Linked DNA regions of Macaca mulatta: region 2 is linked to region 1. Evidence: chromatin contacts called from public Micro-C data. All regions are on one chromosome and are shown on one strand. Each heading gives the region's core, a stretch centred on a gene start, on an enhancer-like site or on the middle of the called end of the contact. The rest is flanking DNA. Distances are from core to core; before and after follow the strand shown. Region 1 has its middle 19 kb from the start of LY9. Region 2 holds the start of CD48 (CD48 molecule).

Region 1 (3,298 bases), core at 534-3,033:
ACCCTATGAAAGAGTAAGTTGACAATTCAGACTATGCAAAAACAAGTTGTTGGAAAAGCCCCCTTCATTTTCCTTAGCCGAAAAGTAAACAGATTGCTACATTCTGCCATCTTTGTAGTTTTACCCACTGTCTCCACACCCCGAAGTAGAGCCATTGAAGCCCCACAGTCACTACACATGTCTCTGTGCTGTCACCTTGCTTTTCTTTCTCCCCGAGGGGACTCACTGACCTTTCTCCATCTGGCTCAATCTGTGTCAAGCTGCTTCTTGACCCGTTTGTGTTTCCATCAGTTGTGAGCTCTTTGAAGTTAGGGGTCATGCTTTATCCATCCCTGCCATAGCACATAGTTGGTGCTCACTAAATACTTGCTGAGACACTTGTCAACTAAAGAAAAGCCAAGTTTTTAAAGAATTAAAGTTAGTTTTATTTACTCTTACTGAGGATGGCAACCCGGGAGAGTCTTTCAGAGAGTTTCTGTTAGACTGCTCCAAAGCAGTGTTTAAGCCTACAGCTTATACATAAGGTGACAGACATTCTGCCTGTGCTCAAAAGTTATGTAAGAGCAAAATTTCACCAAAGTTTGGGTGCAAGGGTCCATCTAGTTATAGATTGCAGAGGCATAATGATTAATCCTGTCAGCCTTTGTCTTATGTAAAGAAAAAAGACAAAGGCCAGGATCATTGAATTTATCTTTTCTAAAAATGCAGTGATTTAGGCAAGAGATGTGGTAACCTGGGCTCCGTCTTTATCATCTTCAGGGCATCCTTCCGAAGGGCTGTCCTCTGTCACTGAGTCAGGGGCTTTGTGAAATTCTGCTGGCAGCTGAATGAGCAAACATGGCCTCTTATGTTTGCTACTTTGTCTTACAGAGCAAGTGAGTGTAAAAACAAACAAACAAACAAACAAACAAACAAACAAAACCGAGTGAACGAATGAAAGTCCCTTTGAGAGAAGCAACCTATCCATTTCTGTTTGCCTATCCCACAGTTCTGAGTTTGGCTAGGGAGAGTTCATATCCCTGCTGATATTTATTTTAAATTTTGAAGCAATAAGGAAATTCAAAAATGGAGACAAAATTCAGGGGTAACTATTTCCTTTCGATTCATACAGCCTTATATTTTGCCTTCTGAGCTATTCTTTTCCTTGTATTCTTTTTAGACTCTCATTCAGATTGTGTTACCTCAATATTCTTCCCTTAGAAGACTTTAAGAAGCAGATTCCATTCAACAGTTTTACTCTACAGAAATACTGTGTATAAGGCCAGGTGTGGTGACTCACACCTGTAATACCAGCACTTTGGGAGGCCGAGGCAGGTGGATCACCTGAGGTCAGAAGTTTGAGACCAGCGTGGCCAACATGGTGAAATCCCATTTCTACTAAAAATATAAAATTTAGCTGTGTGTCACGGGGCACACCTGTAATCCCAGCTACTCAGCTACTCGGGAGGTAAGGGAGGAGAGTTGCTTGAACCTAGGAGACGGAGGTTGCAGTGAGCCAAGACTGCACCACTGCACTCCTGCCTGGGCAACAGAGTGAGACTCCGTCTCAAAAAAGAGGAAGAAGAAGAAGAAGAGGAAATACTATGTGTTTTCCTCAGTGTTCATGAAGCTTAGTGTGCAGGTATTTTCATAAGGTTCTATATTTTATTGGAAAACAGACAACAAAACAAAAAACAGACGAGTAAAACAGCTGAATTTGTGCATGGTTTTCCAGCTGAGCCATGAGGAGGCAGCAGTGAGCTAACCCAGGGCTTGCTGTGTGGCTTGGAGGATCCTGTTACCACCAGCCTTCATTGGGACCTTGCTTTCACTTTCTCTCTCTGAGATGAGGGAGTTGGACTACATGATCCTTAGAGTCTCTTCCAGCTCCAAAATTCTGTGTGTAAGCTTTAAATGGACGTTTGGGACTGATTTAGCTCTGGGAAGAGAAAGTGAAGGAAACAGACAAAAATTCCCTACTCTTATGAAGCCTACATTCCCATGGGGCCTTCCAGACCCTACGGTTGTCATAGTGGTGAGGAGGCTGTCCGGATTGGAGGGTATGAGGCTGGGTAAGAAGTCAGACCAGGGCTTGACCAGTAGATATCAGACAGATCCAGGGACCGGGCAAAACAGGAAATGAATGAAATTCACTGGGGCCAAGTGAGATGGGAGCAGGGAACAGGCTCTCAACAGGGCCGGGCAATCAGAGGGATTGTGGTGGGTCCCTAACTGCCCAGGAGGAGACACAGCAGAGTTGCACCCACAGGGCAGTTGGGCCTGCAGCACCTCCAGAACCACAAAGTCCGTTTAGCAGCCTGACTCAGCAGGGCTTGCTTCTGCTCCTGGGGAGATGCACAGGTCCCAGCTTGCAAGTGACTGGGAGGGAACATGGAGAACACAGCGAAGAGGAGGAGCTAGAAAGAGCACCAGAGGAGTGAGGGGAGGAACAGCTTGGAGGCTTATAGCTGACAAGCCTTCTGTAAGGGTGGTGTGAATGAGTGAATGACACAGAAGGGAGTGTTTGCTAGTTTGCTTGTTCTGTGAGCACTGGTCAGCTGCCTCTTATCACATGCCTCAACTTTATAATGATATGATTAACTGCTATTCTCAGGTCTTCAGTTACTCTTTATACTTAAAGTTCTAGAGGCTCAGTTCTGAATGGAATCTACATAATTAGCCAGTAGTCTGTCTTTTTTTTTTGAGACGCAGTCTCGCGCCATCACCCAGGTTGGAGTGCAGTGGTGCCATCTCAGCTCACTGCAAGCTCCGCCTCCTGGGTTCACGCCAGTAGTCTCTTTATGATGAAGTAACTTCTGTCGAAGGACTATGATGTTATACTCTGCTGAACACTTTATGTGTATGATTATCTTTACCTTCAATCTCACTACAACCCTGTGAGGTAGGAAGTATCTTTCACATTTTATAGAAGAGAAAACTGAGGTTCCAAGAAGCTAAGCATTTTGCTCATGGTCATAGGACTAGGAGAAGATGTATGATGTTCAGAGTTGCTTTTCTGTTCTCTCTCTCTCTGTGTGTCTCTCTCTCCCTCTCTGTGTCTCTTTCTCTCTCCTCTCCAAGTTTTCAGGGTGGTGAAAGTAAAACAGATTAGTGACTAACCACTGTGGGTAGCATGGGCTTTCTCTTATTTTTCCCCTTTTTAATTAAACATCCTTTCATTTTGTTTTCCTGGTGCCCTAAGCCAGCTCACCCCTGGTTTTTTATTCTGTCTTGTTTGAAATGGAGGTGGTATGCATAGAAGAGCAAATCAAAAACTTTAGGTAGCCTCAGCCCTAAAGTGGAGCCATGATCCACACTA
Region 2 (3,359 bases), core at 178-2,677, 52 kb after region 1:
GTCCTTCCAGTGTGAGGATTGAGGAGAGCAGACATTTTATTGTTCATCTCCATGTTGAGAATCAGAAATATCCCCAATTAAAAAAAATGATTACAAATATGTTATATCAGGAACTGTGGCTTGCCTATGGGTCCTGGGTGGGCAAATAACTAATTTAAATTCAATAGGAATGGGCTTGAAATGTCCTAGACCAAGATATGATTTGGCTGTGTCTCCATCCAAATCTCATCTTGAATTGTAGTTCCCATAATCCTCACATGTCTAGGGAGTGACCCAGTGGGAAGTAAGCTAATCACAGGAGCAGTTACCATCGCGAGGTTCTCGTAATAGTGAGTTCTCACTAGATCTGATGGCTCTACAAGGAAGGGGCTTTCCCCATTGTTGCTCAGTTCTTCTCTTTCCTGCTACCATGTGAGGAAGGATGTATTGGCTTCCTCTTGCACCATGATTGTAGGTTTCCTGAGGCTTCCCAAGCTATGCTGAACTATAAGTCAATTTAACCTCTTTCCTGGCCAGGCACAGGCTCATGCCTGTAATCACAGCACTTTGGGAGGCTGAAGCAGGTGGATCACTTGAGTTCAAGACCAGCTGGGCCAACATGGTGAAACCCTACTAAAAATACAAAAATTAGCTGGGCATAGTGGTGCTTGCCTGTAATCCCAGCTGTGTAGGAGGCTGAGGCAGGAGAGTTGCTTGAACCCAGCAGGTGAAGGTTGCAGTGAGCCGAGATTGCACTGCTGCACTCCAGTCTGGGCTACAGAGTGAGGCTGTGTCTCAAAAAAACAAGACAAAACAAACAAAACAAACCCCCTCTTTCCTTTATAAATTACCCAGTCTGGAGTATGTCTTTATTAGCAGTGTGAAAACAGACTAATACAGACCACAGGGGTGGGAAATCCATTCTTTTGGGCCAAGTAATCTTACTTTTCTTCTAATGTTCAGTGGATAGGCTGATGTCAAGCTTCAAATGGTGAATTATCATAAAGGAAGAAGAGTAGAGGGTGGTGCTGGGGGTAAGAGATGCAGCACTAAGGCTATGTGGGTCTGATTTCCCAGACTACCTGCTCTGAGTGACACCTAACCAGGCTTGACTGGGCACCTCCTATGTCTTAGCCCCTGAATTAATCAGAGTGATTCTTTCCTGGGAACAAAAAGCAGATATTCTCTATCAGGGTCTCTTAATCTTTTCTGAGTACTGTCCCCACTGAGAGTCCAGTAGAAGCTATGAATCTTCTCCCTACAAAAAAGCACTCATGTACATTCAAACAAAATTGTTCTCAGTTTCCGTGATGCTCTTAGATAAAAAAATTTACAAGGCCTCCTGTTTCTGGTTTCTGGGGCCCCACACAAGTGTGCTGGGTGGAGAGAAAAGCTCAGTGTTTTTTTTTCTCTAACCCTATTTGGTAAGTTCCCTTTTTAGCCCTGGCCTCTTTCTAGCCAGGCTCTCAACTGTCTCCTGCGTTGCTGGGAAGTTCTGGAAGGAAGCATGGGCTCCAGAGGTTGGAATCGGTGTCTGGCTCTGGAATTGCTACTGCTGTCTCTGTCACTCCTGGCGATCAGCATTCAAGGTACTTTCTACCAACCGTCTGCCTGTGATTGTGCACTGAAGGTATGGTCAGTTGGGAAAGGGGAGATGGGATGTAGTTCAACCCTAGAAGCCGGATCTGGTATCTGGAAAGCAGATATTTCCATTCCAATACCATGGCCATGGCATGGTTGGGGAACCTTTCTTAGCACTGAAGAATTGAGCTTCATCTCCTTTCCCAAGGGGATGTAACCAAAACAGGACCCTGGGGAGAAGGAGAAGTAGGCTTCTCATATTTTGTCCCTTGGCTGGTGGTCCATGAAGTTGTGGAAAAGTGTTTTTTCATTTTGAATAAGAAGAAGCTCTACACTGACAGCTGCCGTATTTTATGCTCTGACACATTGTACTTCATTAGGCATTCTTTGAGACCTCTGTATATGTGAGGTGTTGTGTCCTGAGCCAAGGTAAATGACATTGTCATTTACCCAAAGAAAAGATAGATCAAAATTGTAGGAAGAAAAGCTTGGAAAGGATTGCTGTCTGGGGTCTCCAAATGAGGGTCTGAGAAGAGGCTGGAAGTGCGTCAGCAACAAGGGAACCTTAACGCATCTGATTACTAAGAGTTAAGGTCCATTCCTCTGCCACAGCCTGTTCGGTCCCCGTCATGTGCCCAAGGGCTGAGCTAACTTTCCTTCTTCTGTTAGAGCTGCCTCACCCTCTTTCTTCATCCATCCTTCTTATGCAGCTGAGAAGCAGCAGTGAAGCCTTTGACTTTCTTGCTATTCCCCCAAGTAAATACTCAAGTCTTTTTAATTTAAAGGGCTTTAATGCTCACCACTCCGAGGATAACAGTAAAAAAGAAACAAACATGCGGTAGTTACACCGTGGCATAAAATGATGATAGTTTGTAACTTTTAGGGAGGTGAGGGAGAATGTGTGGAGGATAGGTCTCTCACATGCTCTGCCTCTCAGGTAGAGTCCTTTGGTTCATGACTGTGTGAGTCTACAGCTGTATGGGTTCTGTGGACCTGACTCAATGCATAGGACATTGGTATGGCCTTGGGAGTTGGGACGGACGTGAAGTATTCATCTAACTATTGGGAAAAACAGGGTTGCCAATGAGAACTGGAATATTTCAGGACTTTCTCTTGGCATACTGAAAACATCCTGACAGTTGGTCGTTCTCTGACTTCTTTTCTAGGCTTCATCTTGGTTGTGTATTCTTCTTTGAAACATGCAGACCACACCTGATTGTGTTATCCTTTGAATGGATAATACTGGTTTTGATGAGGTTAGGTTATCTATTTCTTTTTTTTTTTTTTTTTGAGACGGAGTCTCGCTCTGTCGCCCAGGCTGGGGTGCAGTGGCCGGATCTCAGCTCACTGCAAGCTCCGCCTCCCGGGTTCACGCCATTCTCCGGCCTCAGCCTCCCGAGTAGCTGGGACTACAGGCGCCCGCCACCTCGCCCGGCTAGTTTTTTGTATTTCTTAATAGAGACGGGGTTTCACCGTGTTAGCCAGGATGGTTTCGATCTCCTGACCTCGTGATCCGCCCGTCTCGGCCTCCCAAAGTGCTGGGATTACAGGCTTGAGCCACCGCGCCCGGCCAGGTTATCTATTTCTATAACCTAGGTTAGTAAAATACAAATTAAGCACTTACTGGGTGTCAGACATTGTGCTAGGCATTTTGTATACTTTTTCATTTAACTTTCATTAGAAAATAGTGAGGTGGCTATTATTATCTACATTTTTCAGATGAGAATACTGTCTTTCAGAGAGATTGAGAAATCCTCCTAAGGGCACACAGGTCTAACTTCCAAACCATTTTATTACGA

Evidence for each region. Hi-C and Micro-C count contacts between places; a contact is called where the count stands out from the background.
Region 2: a contact with region 1 is called in a Micro-C map of CD4 T cells, with 8 times the contacts expected there. The contact joins the promoter of CD48 here to the enhancer-like site in region 1. A contact is called at or near these places in 5 of 14 Hi-C or Micro-C datasets (CD4 T cells, blood, cortical neurons and 1 more).

What each region holds. Positions count from the first base shown.
Region 1 is chr1:106,084,373-106,087,670 of T2T-MMU8v2.0, forward strand. No RefSeq gene overlaps it. Among named protein-coding and RNA genes, the nearest start is that of LY9, 19 kb to the left of the region's middle. Within about 2 kb of position 1,784, at least 8 of the 40 cell types and tissues checked have an H3K27ac peak or open chromatin away from gene starts, as enhancers often do. A contact at or near this core is called in CD4 T cells, where this site is marked.
Region 2 is chr1:106,136,251-106,139,609 of T2T-MMU8v2.0, forward strand. It overlaps CD48 (CD48 molecule), which reads left to right and starts at 1,428. Exons shown (of 4, transcript XM_077940393.1): 1 at 1,428-1,609.